2 separate regions of the Mus musculus genome follow, and region 2 is linked to region 1. A link is a contact called in public promoter capture Hi-C data. All regions are on one chromosome and are shown on one strand. Each heading gives the region's core, a stretch centred on a gene start, on an enhancer-like site or on the middle of the called end of the contact. The rest is flanking DNA. Distances are from core to core; before and after follow the strand shown.

Evidence for each region. Promoter capture Hi-C pulls out the DNA fragments that hold promoters and counts their contacts.
Region 2: a contact with region 1 is called in a promoter capture Hi-C map of pre-B cells, with 6 times the contacts expected there. The contact joins the promoter of Hdac8 here to the promoter of Ogt in region 1. A contact is called at or near these places in 3 of 39 promoter capture datasets (erythroid cells, liver and pre-B cells).

The regions. Positions count from the first base shown.
Region 1 is chrX:101,638,500-101,641,950 of GRCm38.p6, forward strand. It overlaps Ogt (O-linked N-acetylglucosamine (GlcNAc) transferase (UDP-N-acetylglucosamine:polypeptide-N-acetylglucosaminyl transferase)), which reads left to right and starts at 1,552. Exons shown (of 22, transcript NM_139144.4): 1 at 1,552-1,823. The coding sequence starts at 1,787.
Region 2 is chrX:102,503,389-102,506,839 of GRCm38.p6, forward strand. Hdac8 (histone deacetylase 8) reads right to left here and starts at 1,770. Exons shown (of 11, transcript NM_027382.4): 1 at 1,566-1,770; 2 at 1,011-1,063. The coding sequence starts at 1,676. Gm32262 (a long non-coding RNA gene) reads left to right here. Exons shown (of 14, transcript XR_003953070.1): 14 at 1,191-1,938.

The DNA of each region.
Region 1 (3,451 bases), core at 302-2,801:
ATCCAATTTTTTCATAGCAGCGTGAGACTCCTTTCAGATGAGGGAACCCCAGATCAGTTTTCTATGAGTCAAATAGCTGTCCGACTGGGAGCATGACCTGACATTTAACGACTTTTTACTTAATTAACTATCACGCACTAATCAAGAAGGCCTAAACATCTGCTAGTAGAATCTGAGTTGCCTTTCTTAATGAGGAAAAGCTGAGTTCTTTCAACAAAGGTGGATCACTTGGTGGGTTTGGGGCTTGCCAGGTGTATCAAATGAAAAGATAAGGCCAATCAATATCCAGGAGAGTTTGAATGGCAAGCTTTCTTTTTTACTACATGTTGTGGTTCTGTGGGGCAGAAGAAATGAACAATATTATCAACTTTTTCTGCACTCATAATCCAAAGTTCATAGGTTGTTTGGCAATCTCAAGAAACTGAAACAGCCTTTGAGGATTTGTTTTTTATTTCACCAAGGAGCTAGACAGCAAACATTTTTACACAAGCTCACTAATTTTTCCTAGATCAAAGAGTTTTGAAACGGAAAGACTCTAAGAGAGCTAACTGTAGTCCCCAGTGGCTTGTAATAATCACTTAGTGACGTGTCTTAAAACTGTCAAGGAACAAGGCAGGAAATATAAATTAATAACAATGTGACAAAAATGTCCAAACACTGGGCTTGAAACCGTAAGAGGATCCAAAGAGCTGTTTTGTCAAAGGAAGGCAATTGGAAATTCATTGTAGTTGTGTGGTTTAGGAAGAAGGCAAAGGAACACAGTTTGCTTTGTTGAATTGCCTTAAGCTCCAAGGCATTTGCAGTCCTTAATGATTCTGACGAAACAAGGTCACAATTCAGGATCAGGAATTTTGAGGAAAAAGGCATCCTCTTTAACATTTCTGTGGTTGCTTTTGACATGCAAACTCCTAGCATTTACCCTGTTACCATCCCGAATCTCACAAACGATTTTGAATTTTAGGGTTATATGGTTCAAATCGAACACATTTGGGTTCACTCAGCTCAGGGAGACTGTCCGTTTTTCTCATCAAAGTACTTAAATTCATGGGTGGAGTCTGAATCAAAAAGCATTCAAATCGAACCGGCTCCCCCATTGTTTTGAACAGCCCCGTCTCTGAAACGCAAATATTCGCGTTTACTTGCTTAGAACTAACACGTTGGTCGTGTAAACTACCCTTTTCTGTTGAATGGAGTTAATTAAACTTTTCTAGACGCTCTGACATTCTAACATCGACATCACTGACCAGGTAGTAGACTCGTACTTTAGCGCTTGCCAAAAAAAAAAAAAAAAAAAAAAAAAAAAAAAGTAATCGACGGGCGTTTTTTGCCCTTCCGCCTTGCTCTTAAAAACTTGCTGGCTCTTGCCCCATAGGGAGCCCTTAACCCGGAGTTGCCTAGACAGGGTTGTCGCATGCGCTCTCTACAGTCATGTTTGTCGCAATGGACCTTGGGCGGAAGGTTACGTAAGAGCAAATGACTTTGATTACAGTCACTTGGTCGGTAGTCTTGTTACGCGCTACCTCCGCGGGGTACTTGATTATAACAGAAAGTAGTTCCGGCTTGTGTTGTTTCGGTCGAGGAGCCCTCGCCGCCATTTCAAGACAGTGAGAGGTAGATGTCTACCAAGAGTTCCTAAGATTCGAGTTCAGTATTCTGTGCCGCCCCCTGAGCCCTTCAAAACACTGATACGGCTGCTGCCTTTTTTCTGCTACTTCTAGAACCATTCTTGTCAGTAGTGGCGGCAGTAGAAGTCAATTACCCCTTGTTCTATCTCAAGAAGCTCCAGATGGCGTCTTCCGTGGGCAACGTGGCCGACAGTACAGGTACTAGTGTCCCATTCTACTCTGGCAGACGTCCCTTTGGGGTCTGGCGCCGTCTTGTATCTTTCATTACTTCCCTCTGACCATCCCCATTACATCAGTGGCATTACTGAGCTCTCGAGTTCTACTGCTATCTGATCGGGTTTGGTGCTGCCGTCCGTTCGTAAACATTCTCTAGTTGCTTGCTTGCATTTTGCTTGCTTTGGGGGCTTTTTCGTTGTTGCTTTATCCCATCAGTGTTGTAGCCTTCTCTCTCGGGACGAATCTATAGCACACGTGCGCGCTTAGTGTGTCTTGGAATGGGCTGCATTGGAATCTCTGCAATTTCTGTCTCCCGTCGCAACTGTTTTCTCCCTCAATTTCAGCCCGTCGCTCCCTCCCGTGCGCTTCCACCTCCTCCCCAAAGCCCCTTTCCCTTAGCCACATTTGGTCCTCCTTTGCCAGGCTAGGGCGGGGATGCTATTTCGGTGTAATCCTAGCCTCACTTTGCATCAGGCATGACTAGCGAAGGCTCCTCGGTGTGCTTCCAAGTAGCACCAAGAAGAGCTACTTGAGCCCGCACCCCGCCGGGGCAGCGCCTTGTGTTCTTGGGTTGAGCGGCCCCGATTTAGGTTGGAAATTTCCAGGGGTTCTCTTAGCCATCACCCAATTGCACCCGCTGCCCCAGTACGGAGTTTCCTACCCTGGTCAGCCCTCCCTGCTTGTTGCAACCACACCCTTCCTCTGCGAACGTGCCAGCCCGACAGTCGTTTCTTATCCTCAGGGAAGAAACCACCTCGGTGTGTTGCTTGGCGGCGACCACCCTGCCCGCCCTCCTAATTCTCTTTCTTTGTGTTACTTTCTCTATGTATTCCTCCGCCATGGCCTCTGGGTTTTCATCCCCATTCTTTAGCCCAGTATCTCTTTATCCATAGGGTGTGCATTATTATTTCTTTTTTAAGTTTCCATCCTTGCTTGAAGAGTTTGTAAAGCAACTGGAGTGTAGCTGCACAAGTGCAAAGCGGTTGCCTCTTTTCAACGATGCATCTCCAAGCCTTTGCTACAGAAAATAAGAAAACAACCAAATTGTAGGAGTGTCCTTCAACTGCCTTTCCAGATTGAGGCTGTTTGGGGCGGGAGGGGATGGGGAACCAGGCTGCAGCTCTAAGGTTCCCGAGAGGTTATTGTTTCTCAGTGTCTAGGTTTTAGTTGACGATTTTGAATATTGTGAGATAAATAGATGACTCTAAAATAGTATCTCATCCTTAATAGATGGGAATGGGATCAAGATTTCCACCTTTCTGTTTCCCCATCATGATTTTCAAAAATGTAAGATTCTGTCGTAGGTTTTTGTAAGAACTTGCTCTTTTCTGACTGTTAACTTTATTTGAAGAAATGGTCATTTCCAGTATTAAAAGAGCAGATATGTGACTTTGGAAAGTGATAGGTAATGTGCTAAATTTAGGAGCTAGAAAGTGCTACGTTCTTGTCTAACATGTAATTTTCTAGTTGATCTTCTAGCTCCAACCTCAGATTTGGACACAAATATTTTTGGTCTTTGTTTTTGTGGTTAGCTGTGCAGAAATTGCTCTGGTATGGGAAAGCCTGGCTCAAATTTGAGCTTGTCCCCATGACCTTGGTTAAAATTAAGT
Region 2 (3,451 bases), core at 520-3,019, 870 kb after region 1:
AGACAGGGTGTGGCTAAGTTACCCAGCTGGCTTTGAAGTTGTGATGTTCCTGTCTCAGCCTTCCAAAGGCCTAGAATTAACGGCCTGTACCACCAGGCTCAGAAAAGTGTTAAAATACTTTTAAGGAAAGACAAGTAGTTATTTTGATGACCATAGGAATTAAGCATAGGGAGGAAAACATTCCTAGAAGGGTATGGTGCTGCAAACCTGCTGATCCTGCACCTGGGAGGCAAGGCAGGTGGTTCTTGGTAAATTCAAGGCCAGCCTGGTTGATGTTAACAGTTCTTGGCTAGCCAGAACTACACAGTGAGACTCTGTCTCAAAACAACAACACATTCCAAAAGAATGTACACACTAAAAATGACTTAATACTAAGAATAAAATATGAAAACCTATTATATTACTTTCTGTGAAGAAAATGCAGCATTAGGTGATCTAGCCAGTCACGTAGTTGGTCAGTAATGAGAAAACCTGATTTGACATGTGCCAGGTCCATAATACTTTCATTTATGACATTAAATATAGAATTGGCAATCAACAGAAAGCTTGTTTTTGGCTTGTTTTTGAGAAGGATGTAGCTAGCTTTACTTGTGTGGTCAACAGAGACCAGGTTAAAGTTTGGTGGTGATGGGGGTGGGGTAGCAGATCTAAGTCTCAAATTGAACCCACATCCCCAAATCTAGCTTTAGAAAACAAACAAAATCCAGACCAAATATAAAACAAAACATTTTCCAGCTTAACACCTCCTCACATGTCTAGAAGCAAAGTCTCTTTTCTAAGGGATCTTAACCCCTTCGTGTGCCTTTCCCAACTGTTCTCAAGCTTTCCCGGCGGTACAAGCATCTAACAAAGACTATGAACACCCCACTCCCACACAAGCTTTTTTTTTTTTTTTTTTTTGAACGCAGCATTTCTCGCTGGTTAGTCCCACTGGGAGGAGACAAGGTGTTAAGGCTATGAACACGCCTGCCCTCAGAAATGATCATGTTCAGAAAGGTCAACGCACTTACCTCATTTGTTTATGCAGGGCATAGGCTTCGATCAGAGAGTGGACCATACTGGCCTGAAACAGCATCAAAGAAAGGCAGAGCAGTCTCCTTAAGGTTCAATGTACTGAAATGCCATTAACAACAACAGCCTGCGCGGAGAACTAACTACTTTCTCTCTTCTCCCTTCTGTCACTTTAACAGAATACACTTAAGACAAACACAGAGTCTCAAAATCGCCAAGATTCGAAGCTCCCCAGCTTTACTAACGCAAGTGATGGAATACTCTCTCCTAACAGTTTGTGGTCCAGGACCCCCTATTGGTAACTCCGCTCACCTCTGCGCCAATCCTTCCCCTCCCCCGCCCCCCGCCCCCACTCGAGCGTTGGATGCCCCACTGCGCTCTCTGAAGGTAATGAACCACTTCCTTCTGCTCGGCTTGGCGTGCCTGGCACTGCTAGTTACATTTTTGCTGAAGGTATCCTTCAGTCCAGTTTTCTCGTTTCCTAATGTACTCCCTTTCACACCCTCCCACCCCCATCCCCGCAAACCGTGGTCTTTGATCCAGACCTCTCTTACCCGTTTGGGGACCTTCACAAGGGAGTCGCAGATGCTGACATACTCGGGACTGTAAATATAAACCGGGGGTAGTGAATGCCCACTGTTGGCGGGTTCCTCTGGCATCTCCATCTCCCACTTCCAACCGTCCGCGAGCCAAAGTCTGGAGCCAACAGTTTTCAGACTCAGCCTGAGCTCCAGTTCCTGCTCCTCTGTTCAGCCCCAGCGGTGCTCCCTTGTCAACATTCCCTCCTATTTAGATCGCCGGAGACAGTTTCCCTGGTCCCTCGTCCAACTACAGGGATGGATGGGCCCTTCCAGACCAGATGCCTTCTACTGATGACCACAGTTCAAAAAAGGTGCCTGACAGATATAAAAACCAAATAACTGCCAATTGGGATCAATTTTTTCATGGCACAAGTAGCACGGTCAAAAGTAACCAGCCTTGTTGCCCTACGGGGCCATTTGAAATGAGGTCAGACCAGCTCCAAAGCATGCTGGGAGATGTAGTTTTAAAGGAGTATGGTAACAGAAAGAAACACAGCTAAACACTAAAAAAACGTGGTTTCAAGTTTTGGCGCTAAGAGTCTGAACTCTTTTAAGTTTTCAAACTGCAAATATCATTTAAATATTTAAATAGAGGTAAACTATACATTCAATAGCAGGCAAGACCACCACCCAGCTACATTAGCTAATGGTGCTAAGGCTGAGGATTGTTTGAAATGTTTACAGAGTAAATTTCGTGCTGCAACTTTAGTTCGCTACTTTTCATCACTGTCTGAAAGAGATTAACAGCCTCTCCAATAATCCACTCTGACAAACCCGATGTCACCTTCCTAAAACTGAGACAGGGACTGTGGAGCTTTCATGTGATGAAAAGCAAGGGTTCTCTCCCAAGTAGTGGGAAAACACACCTCCCCCATCCCCCAACACACAGCCACTTTTTCTTTCATTTGCTTCTGAAGCTAAACAACGGTTAGGGCAAATGTTTTAGGTTTGGTGTACAGGGTGTTAGTGTGTCCCCAGGCAGTGTTATTTCCACCAGAAGTTTGGGGGTTCTGGATGCCTACAAGATCTGAGCCTAGCTGGTCAATTCCCAGACTCCCAGCACTCAGACCATCCTCAACTGACACACTGAGGCCTCCGAGACAGGCCCAGATTTGTACTTTCTTTAAAAGACAAGCTTGCTTTAAACTTTTGTTTCGTGATAAGCACTTTGGATATTATCTTAATCCTTTCAACAGTTCTATGACGCAAGCTGTAACATGTCCACTTTGCAGATGTACTTTGGAGGGTAAAAACTATTCTCGGTCACACACTGAGGTAGGAAAACAATCCAAAATTAGCTCTACCTAACACCCAAAACCTAAATACTCCTTTTACTATGTGAATTTGATGCTTCCAGGTTGACTTTCTGCTATACCTGTGGTCAATATTCGATTTAGTATCCCAATACTTAATATTCTTGCAATCTTGAGGTATGTACGTGTGTGTGTGTGTGTGTGTGTGTGTGTGTGTGTGTGTGAGAGAGAGAGAGAGAGAGAGAGAGATATGCATTTGTTCTCCAATTAGAATGGAACAAGTTATGCTTCATTTGTATTTGTCTATAGAACTAGTTCAAAGCACTGTAATCATTCAGTTACCCAAGCACTTCTATGAACTGAGTGCACTATTAAGCACTTCTATGAACTAAGTGTACACTTTAGCTTTGGATTCAAAGATACACTGCACTCTCAGGGAATCTGCATTATAATAGATAAGATAAGGCTACTTCATTTGAAACCATATTAATAACAGAGCCAGATAATGAATGGAGGGCACTTAGCTTACTTAATAGGCATAAAGTACTTAACAATAAATGGTTAAGTAGGATTCTTACTAGCATTTCAGAATATCTTATGAGATGC